Linked DNA regions of Sus scrofa: region 1 is linked to region 2. The links are chromatin contacts, called in public HiChIP or PLAC-seq maps. All regions are on one chromosome and are shown on one strand. The core of a region is the stretch at or near the end of the contact, and the rest is flanking DNA. Distances in the headings are between cores, read along the strand shown. Region 1 has its middle 280 kb from the start of SUPT3H. Region 2 overlaps RUNX2 (runt-related transcription factor 2).

Region 1 (4,620 bases), core at 1,796-4,295, 210 kb after region 2:
TTTGTGTCCCTGATCGGGGATGTTTCTGTGCCCGGAGGAGGATGTGACACATGGAGGCATGCCTGGTGGCCAGGCAGCACCTGCTGAGGGACACAGCTGTGGCCAGGCCAAGGGGCATTCTTGGCCACTGTCTCACGGCTGCCCCAGCAGCTGTCTGGGTGTTTTCCCACATTCCACATGGGACACTGATGTAAGGAGGCCTTGAGTGGGGAAGAGCCTCCCTGGGGACAGCAGGGCCCTGCTCTGTCACCGCCCAGTGGCCCACACCCCTGAGAAGGCACCAGGCTTGGATTGAGTGAGAGCCGGTCCAAGAGTCAGAGCAAATTTTACAGCCAAGGGGTCAGATTCGAATGAGTGTGACGTTATTAAAACGTATAGCGTGTTCAAAACAGGGGGTGCCATGGGGAGCACAGGCAAAGGAGAAATGGGGGGGCAGGAGAGATGGGGGTGGGGTAGGGGCAGGATCCGGACACAGCAACGTGGGAGGGAGCCCATCTCCAACCAGCTGGCTAATCCACATCAGCAGGGGAAAGGTTTTGGCTGCATGAAGAAGAAAAAAAGCAGGAATAGAAACAGAATTTATTAAAAGGTAAAGGAGAGCAGGCCAAGAAATGACTTAAAGGTTTTCTGAAGCTCTCATAGCTCATGGTCCTTGTTCCAAGTCTTGTAAGACACAAGGTGCGGGGGTGGGGGGGAGAAGGCGGGGGTTGAGGGGGAGCAGAGGAGCAGAGCGGGACACAGCCGGCTGGGATTCCACTCTGGGATCGGATTTTCTTCTCTCACATACCGTCTTTAATCCAAGGACCTTAAAACCCTTTACAAATTTGCAAGGATTCAACCTCATCGTCTGCCCATGGGAGGGAAGAGGGGTTTGCTCATTTCGGGTCTAGGGGCCCCACAGCATGGAGAGTTTGAAGGACAGTGTTTCCAGGGCCAGCCAGTAAGAGAAGCTTTCCCTGGGCTCAGAGAAATCCCGGCTCCCACAGAGCCCCCCCGCCCCCAACCTCCCTGGGCCCACATCTCCACAAGCACAGCATACAAAAGTTGGTAAATAGTCAGCTAGGAAAAGGAAAGTTTCTATTAGTTACAAAAATAGATATATATTTTAAAATAAAAATTTAAAATAAAAGTGTAAACTATATAATATACAATACATTTCTTGAAAATTTAAAAATCAGAGTTCATTAAGATTCAGTTCCTTTGTACACAACAGCTTCATTTAATTCTCTTGCTTTGCCTTGACTGTGAAAAGTCAGCAATGCAGAAGAACGTTTTTTTTCCAGCAGAAGACAACTGAAGGGTTGTCTCTTTGGATGATGATGCGATGAGGAGAAGGGAAGGGCAGACGGAGTAGGGGAAGGAGAAGAAAGGGAGACGGAGAAGAGGAAAATGACCTTCTTCACCTTGCTTGAAATATTTTGTCTCCCGTTTACCTCAGAGCAGAGGGGTAGGAGCTCTGAGAGCTTTTGCTTCTGGTTGGGATTTTCCTTCTCAAGTTCGACTTTCTACAACCCAGGACCCTCAGGTCCTTTCTGGGGGTCTAAGGAGAGGGGATGTGACTTCAAGGCACAAAGGGCCTCATTTTCCTCCATGACTCCCTGGGTATCTACCCTGAGTGTTCTGCATTTGAAAGAGAAGCCTGGAGACACTGGCCCCCAAACCTCACCAGGACCTTTAGAAATTCTCTGCTCTATTGATAAAAGGCGACATCTTTTTTGGTCCCACAGAAGGGGTGTTAATGCACCCCAAGGATGGTAATTCCTTGCCGTTCACCTGGCACACCAGAGTTTGCAAAAAGCTGCCACATGTGCGAAACGTGAGGCCAGGCTCCACAAACGCTTAGCAGTTTCAGCACTACCATTCATTAACGGGATTAAATTAATAAATTAATTAAAGCAATTAAATTAAGTAATGAAGTATAGGTGATTTGAAATATTATATTAGTTTCAGGTGTGCAGCAGAGTGATTCAGTATTTTGACAGATCATCCTCCATTAAAAGTTAGGACAAAATAATGGCAGTAATTCCCTGTGCTGTCCGCTATGTCCTTATCGCTTATCTATTTTTTCCCACGGTAGTTTGCCTCTCTTAATCCTCTGCCCCTAAGTTGTCCCTACCCCATCTTTCTTTTTCTCACTCGTAACCACTGGTTCGTTCTTTGTAACTGTGAGTCTGATTCTTTTGGGTATATTTACTGGCTTATGTTATTTGTAGATTCCACATTCAAGTGCTATCATACAGTATTTGTCTTTCTCTGTCTGACATTTCACTTAGCATAATATCACTATCGCTCCATCCATGTTGCTGCAGACAGCACAATTTCATTCTTTTTCATGGCTGGGTGAATGCTCTTCATTTTAATTGTAAAATCTGTTGAAAGATGTTATTGATCCAAGCCCTTCTCTCCCAACTCTGAGAGGAATTATAAACCATCAGTAGCAGAGACTGGTCGTCATTGGTCTCTGCTAGCAAAGTCCCAGTCCTGGCAGTCAGATAATTCACATGTGAAATCATAATCACTCGGCTTTGCTTGGTTATTTCAGATTTATTGTCAACATCAGTAACATTGAACAGATGCATCCACCCGCCAACCTGATCCAGCTCACTTGGTCCTTTCACGGCACGGTCTAGACCCCCAGATCTTCTCAGGACAGTGGAAACCTGAGCAGTGATCTTCTTTCTCCTCCCCGCCTCTTCTCATTGCCCCCTCCCCTGCCCCGTTCTTTAAACACCCCAAACATAAAGACCAACAGACATCATACAAGAGAGCTTAATTCTGCAAAAGAAGTGAAAGGCACTCTCTGTACTTCTAGAAAATATGAATATCCTGATTCAATATACATCCTCATCTCCTCTAAGTGTGGGGCAATAGGCAGGGTAAGTTGGGGGATGGGCGGGGGAGGCTTATGAATTTTCGTCCTCAGTTACTCAACCGAGAGATGCTTTTCAGGGTGTTCCAGAAGGGAGGGGGGGGCACTGCAAGTCATACCATGTGTCACAGTGCCTCCCGTTGACTCATGGCCAGATCTTGAGAAAAATTCGCAGAAGTCAGGAAATTCCCGGCGAATGCTCTCATCTCACCCTCTGCTGACCCTGCAGGGAGAGCGTAGGTAGGGTCAGGGAAGTGTTTAAAAAAGGAAAAATCAGAGCCTTTCTGCTGCTTCTGCATGCTGGGGGCAGGGCAGAGTCCTCACAGATGCAGTATCGTCCTTGGGCCCCAGTGTCCTGGGGCGGCCAGCGTGGTCTGTGGCTTCATTCTTGACTTTTATTTTTGCAAGAGCGTTTCCCTCTCTCCTTGGCTTTGTTTCCCCTTGGAGAACAATGTCTTTCCTTCTGGGCTAAGCAAGATGCCCGAGACGTCCCCTTCCAATGGCCAGGGCCAAGTTTAAAGTTGGGGCTGCTCCTTTGAGCTTTGTGTATAATTGGACCTGGCACAAAGGCTTATCATTAGGAGGGATGGCATGACAGGAAGAAAAGGGAAAGCTCGGACTCAAATTAGAAAAGTTTTCCCCGGGAGAGACACAGCGGCACTGCTGGGAGGTCTGACATCCAAGGAATTTTTGAGAGAAAGGACGGGGCAGTAAGGGAACTCGGAGAGCCATCTCTTCGGAAGCTTTGCTTCGAAGTTCGGGGGCAGGGGAGGGGGTGGGATTGTGTTATAGGTGGCAACAGATGCCAGAGGCATCAGATGTGCAGAATGAGGGTCCTTCTAGGGGGGTGCGGAATGCTGAGAACGACAGGGTCATCTGTCTCCTAGATGTTTACCAAGCATGTCCAAAGCTGGCATTGCCACTTTGATCAGAGGTCAGTGGAGGGTCCGGAGGGATGCTGAGCCCTCTCGTCCGCTGGGCTGCTGACTCAGGGAACACCCTGGTCAGACCCTTGCTGCTTCTGGCCTTGGGAAATCGGGCCATCGCCCCACCCTCCTTCCCAGATGGGGTGCCCCTCTGCTTCCTTGTTCCCCATGGGTAAACAGCTTGGCATTGTCACAAACACAAGCCAGGGGGGTTGGGGGTCTTCTTCCCTGAGATGCTGGTCCAGCTGAGCTGGTGAGGGGACACATGTGTGTCTACCTGCCCCACCCCAGGGGGTCTTGGAGCCTAGTCGTGTGAACAGGACCCAGGGCCCCCAGGTGCCAGGCACAGCTGTCCTGGCCTCTCGCTCCCCCTGTGGATTTGCATCTGGGAGCTGGCAGTGCGGGGGCTCCAGTGATCTCCACTCCCAGCCAGACTGTCCCTCCCTTTTCACATTCTTGGTGGCGTCCCAGCTCTGTGGGACCCTGGGTTCTAAAACCTTTGGGTTGGTTCAGACTACCCAGCTGGCTCCACTCTGAACTCCTGGCCTTGTTAAAGCCCCAATGCTGTCTTTTACAGCCTGGCTCTTTCCATCAGGTTCATCAAGCAGCCAGTTTTTTTTTTTTTTTTTTTTTTTTTACAAGCGAGATGGCCCCTTGGGTGAGCTCTCTTATTGAGGGGGTGAGGTGGGCAGGGAGCCTGGGCTGCAACAGGGTCTGGTCTGTGCCGGTTACTGTAATTTTTTAAAGATAGTTTTAAAAAATAAAGTTCAAAGGTGAGTGCCCTTCCAGGAGAAAGGATTAAAAGGGTGGATTTGGAAATTGTTC
Region 2 (4,100 bases), core at 661-3,160:
GTTTTGTATGCACTCTAAGTCATAGTTACTTTTGAGGAGTGACCAAAGCTGTCATCTGTCTTCCTTTTTTGCTTTTTTAGGGCTGCACTCTCAGCATATGGAAGTTCCCAGGCTAGGGGTTGAATCAGAGCTATACCCATAGCCACAGCAATGTGGGATCTGAACCACATCTGCGACCTACACCATAGCTCACGGCAACGCTGGATCCCCAACCTACTGAGTAAGGCCAGGGATTGAACCTGCATCCTCATGGATACTAGTAGGATTCATTTCCCATCCGCCACGACGGGAGCTCCCTGTCGTCTGTGCTGGGATGCTACCAGTCACTGCTGACCAGCTCCCTGTCCTGACCTGGTGGGAAGGCCTGCCTTTTCTTTCCCACCAGCCAGCTCTTTTCCTGCAGGCTTTGACTGCAAGGCTGCACCTCTGCTCTGCTCGGCTTCTTTTGTGACTCCAGTAGGGCTGGCACTTAGGTGAGTGAGAGCTTATCTGGATGCACAGGGTATTGTGTGTGTGCGTGCTTATGCGTGTGCATGTTTCTGGGACTGTCACAGCACCCTGCTTCGCCCAGCTTGTCAGGCTTCCATCCTGCAGCCAAACTCTTTTCTTTCCCTGCTTGCTCTTCCTCACCTATGCCCAGTGCATCAGCACATTTGGAATTCTTCAGAGAACATTTTATTCTTCTGTATTCTTGGTGGCGCTTCTGGTGGCAGATGTTTCTCCCTTATCAATGGAAGGTAACAGACTTAATCAGAACAGAGACGCCTCCCCATGGAACCGGCTCATTTTTCTCCCCTGCTGTTCCACCCAGTTGTGAGACCGGTCTGCAGCCTGGTAAAAGCTGGTGAGAGTGACAGGCTTGGCATTTTCTCTTCCTCATTCTAGCTGGTGTCTGCAGCAGCTGGCTTTTATTCTCCACTCCTCTTCACCCTCTTTGGGTGAAGGAATAGGCTTTTGATGGTGGCTGGCCTTTGACCCTTGCTTATTTGTCAGTGGTGGATGCTTTTATAGAGGTTGGTCCCATGAGCAGGAAGATGGGGGCCACGTAAAGTGTGTTGGATGGAGGGATGGCAGAAGGATTGTTTGCAGGCTCTTTGATCCAGGCTGGACCCAGTTCTTGTGTTCGCGTTCTTGCCGTTTGTGAAGATGATTTGCAAAACCCTCGGTAAGCTTCATGCTGTACTCTTGATGCCGCAGGCATGAGTTTCAGTCTTTGGTGGGAGGCATGAGTAGAAAAGGCATGAACTTTTTTTTTTTTTTAAGTGGGAAATCAATTTTTTTTATTGCACGAAAGAGTCTTTAAAATCTGTAGTGCTATACAGTTTTCAAAAGTTTTATGCATGTGATTTCACCTAATCCCATATTAACCCTTTTCTTTTTCCCTTACCCCTATATTGCCCCTCGCCCCACTAGTAACCACTCGTTTGTTCTCTCTGTGAGTCTGCTTCCTTTTTGTTTTATTCACTAGTTTGCTGAATTGTTTCAGATTCCATGTATAAGTGATATCATACAGTATTTGCCTTTCTGTCTGACTGCTTCACTTAGCAGAATGCTCTCCAAGTCCATCCGTGTTGCTGCCAAAGAGCCCTTAACATTTTTTGGGGGGGGTCTTTTTAGGGCTGCATCCGAGACCTATGGAGGTTCCGAAGCTAGGAGTCTAATCGGAGCTGTAGCTGCTGGCCTACGCCACAGCCACAGCAATGCTGCAACGCTAATCCTTAACCCACTGAGCAAGGCCAGGGATCGAACCCACAACCTCACGGTTCATAATCGGATTCATTAACCACTGAGCCATAACGGGAACTCAGGAGCCCTTAACTTCTTGACTTGCGGTTTCCCCCTGGTTCTTCCTTTCCTCCGAAGAGCCCAAGGCATGGACATGATGGGTAAATGCTACGTGTGGATACTTATGCGTCAGCAAACACACGCAGCAGTTGGATGGTCATAAACATGAATCATTTGGGCCCTAGCCTACAGAACATCGTGGAAAATCTTTGGCTTAAGAGAATAAGAACAGTTCAAACAACAGTTCCTTTTTCCCCCTTTCCTGAAGGAGGATGGTGAGGGGGAGCCAGAAGCGCTGGTGGAGGTGAGTCTGCTGGCTGGTAGCATGTACTCTTGAGAAGAGCAGTTTTAAATCTCTTTTAGTCCCCCCCCCTTTTTTTTTTTTTTTTTCTTCTGTTGACTGACTGTCAGGAGCTGGGAAGATGGCCAAGAAGGAAATGACACATCGAGAGGCATTTTTGTGTTGTGCAACATTCTGTGGAACTGATGCAAGGCTATATGGCCTGTTTACACATTCCTCCGCTCGCAGACGGCAGGGCAGTAATTGAAGTCAGCAGCACATGGCATGCTGCAGCAAGGAGCCCGGCCTTCACATCCTTTCATGGCAAATTATCGCAGCCGTTAAAACATGCTCGCGTCCCTCCTTTGCACTCCCCGCCTGCCTCCCCAGCCCCGCATGTGCTCTCTCACTGTGTTGGACATGGGTTTGCAAGGACTGCGGCTTGCCCAGTGAGAGCACCTTGTCCACAGACAGGGGTTGCCGTGGCTATATTGACTTGTAACTAAATCGAGCATGGCAGGTTTTCAAGCGATGTGGGCTCTGCAGACACACAGACTGGATCCCAGTGTGTCATCCGTTTCTGTCGCATTGAAAGTCAGAAATCATTCATTCTTAAAACAGGGACTTGAGAGGAAAACATACTGGGGGGGGGCTTTATTTATTTTATAAGAAAGAAGTTTTTCTTCCCAGGAGAATTCCTGGTAGATTACTGAACTACTTCTCTTTTGTTTGTACTGTAGCATTTTCTTCAGGAAGGGCTGGACCAGAGGAGACTGGGAAATACTTTAAAATAACAGAGAGAAAAAGATTCCTAATGTTGGTCTTTGGAGTCATACTTGTCCCTACCTGGCATGTGTCAACTAAAACTGATCTTTGGTCTTCCCATAAAATCTCAGAAGCTTGTATGTAGGCAAGTGTGGAAAATAATTGCTTGGAGTTCCTGTTGTGGCTCAGTGGAAATGAATCTGAGTAGTATGTATGAGGATGCGGGTTTGATCCCTGGCCTCGATCAATGGGTCAGGGATCTGGCATTGCCGTGGGCTGTGGTGTAGGTAGCAGACACGGCTGGGATCCTGGGTTGCTGTGGCTGTGGCATAGGCTGGCAGTTGTAGCTCTGACTCAACCCCTAGCCCGGGAACTTCTGTATGCTGGGGGTGTGGCCCTAAAAAGCCAAAAAGAAAAGAAGAGAAAAGAAAAGGATTGCTCATGTTTTTTGATAATTCTTGGAAATTGAGAGAGTGCATAAAAAAGCACATCCGTTGAAAATATCAATTCAAGGTTATATGTGACAGTTAAGAGTCTGAAGGAAGTAAGCAAGTGGGAGACTGAATTTGGGCTGCAGTGCTTAGGAGCAGAGGAAGGACTGCCTGTGTCTCTCCCAGATTTCTCTGTTGCTGTGCCCTGGTGACAAGATTCTTTGCTTATAGACAAAAGTTCATCATTAAAATCCAGGAGTACAGCTTACATCCAGACACCTCTGGAAAAGATAACTCAGACTTAAATTCATATTAAGGTAAAGAATAAGTCGGAGTTCCCTGGTGGCCTAGTGGTTAAGGGCTTGGTGCTTTCATTGCTAGGGCTTGGGCTCAATCTCTGCCATGCTGGAAAAAAAAAAGTCTAGAATCCTTTATTAGGAGGAGACTTGGGGAGATAAAGGGAGACAGATCAGCCATGTCCTGGGTACAGAAGTAAATAGAGAGCCAGGTAGGCAGGCAGGGCCTTTGCCGGCCTTCAAGGCAGCCATTGCCAACTTTAAGTGCTACAGTTTTGCTACAGGTCAGCCATAGCAGTGTGGATTCCTGATGCTGTTCAGGTCTAATGTATTCCTAAGAGGGCAGGATTCTATAATTTCAGGGTGTGAGGTTTCAGTTTTTATATTTCTGGATTTTCTCCTTTTGCAGATATTTCCCTTTTATAGAGTATTTCTTATCTAGTTTTGTTCTGGATGTTTACATCTAGTTTTGTTCTAGATGCACATATTTCCCTTTTAGGAAGTAATTCTCATCTAGTTTTGTTCCAGCTTTTTTTCTCTCCT

Evidence for each region. HiChIP or PLAC-seq counts read pairs in DNA pulled down with a chosen protein or histone mark.
Region 1: an H3K27ac HiChIP or PLAC-seq map of alveolar macrophages shows a contact between it and region 2. The contact joins two enhancer-like sites. A contact is called at or near these places in 2 of 47 Hi-C or Micro-C datasets (embryonic fibroblasts and fibroblasts) and 1 of 2 datasets of contacts at active chromatin or transcription factors (alveolar macrophages).

The regions. Positions count from the first base shown.
Region 1 is chr7:40,441,871-40,446,490 of Sscrofa11.1, forward strand. No RefSeq gene overlaps it. Among named protein-coding and RNA genes, the nearest start is that of SUPT3H, 280 kb to the left of the region's middle. Within about 2 kb of position 3,046, at least 11 of the 83 cell types and tissues checked have an H3K27ac peak or open chromatin away from gene starts, as enhancers often do. A contact at or near this core is called in alveolar macrophages and embryonic fibroblasts, where this site is marked.
Region 2 is chr7:40,229,556-40,233,655 of Sscrofa11.1, forward strand. The region is part of intron 5 of RUNX2 (runt-related transcription factor 2); the gene reads left to right. Among named protein-coding and RNA genes, the nearest start is that of SUPT3H, 70 kb to the left of the region's middle. Within about 2 kb of position 1,911, at least 40 of the 83 cell types and tissues checked have an H3K27ac peak or open chromatin away from gene starts, as enhancers often do. A contact at or near this core is called in alveolar macrophages and embryonic fibroblasts, where this site is marked.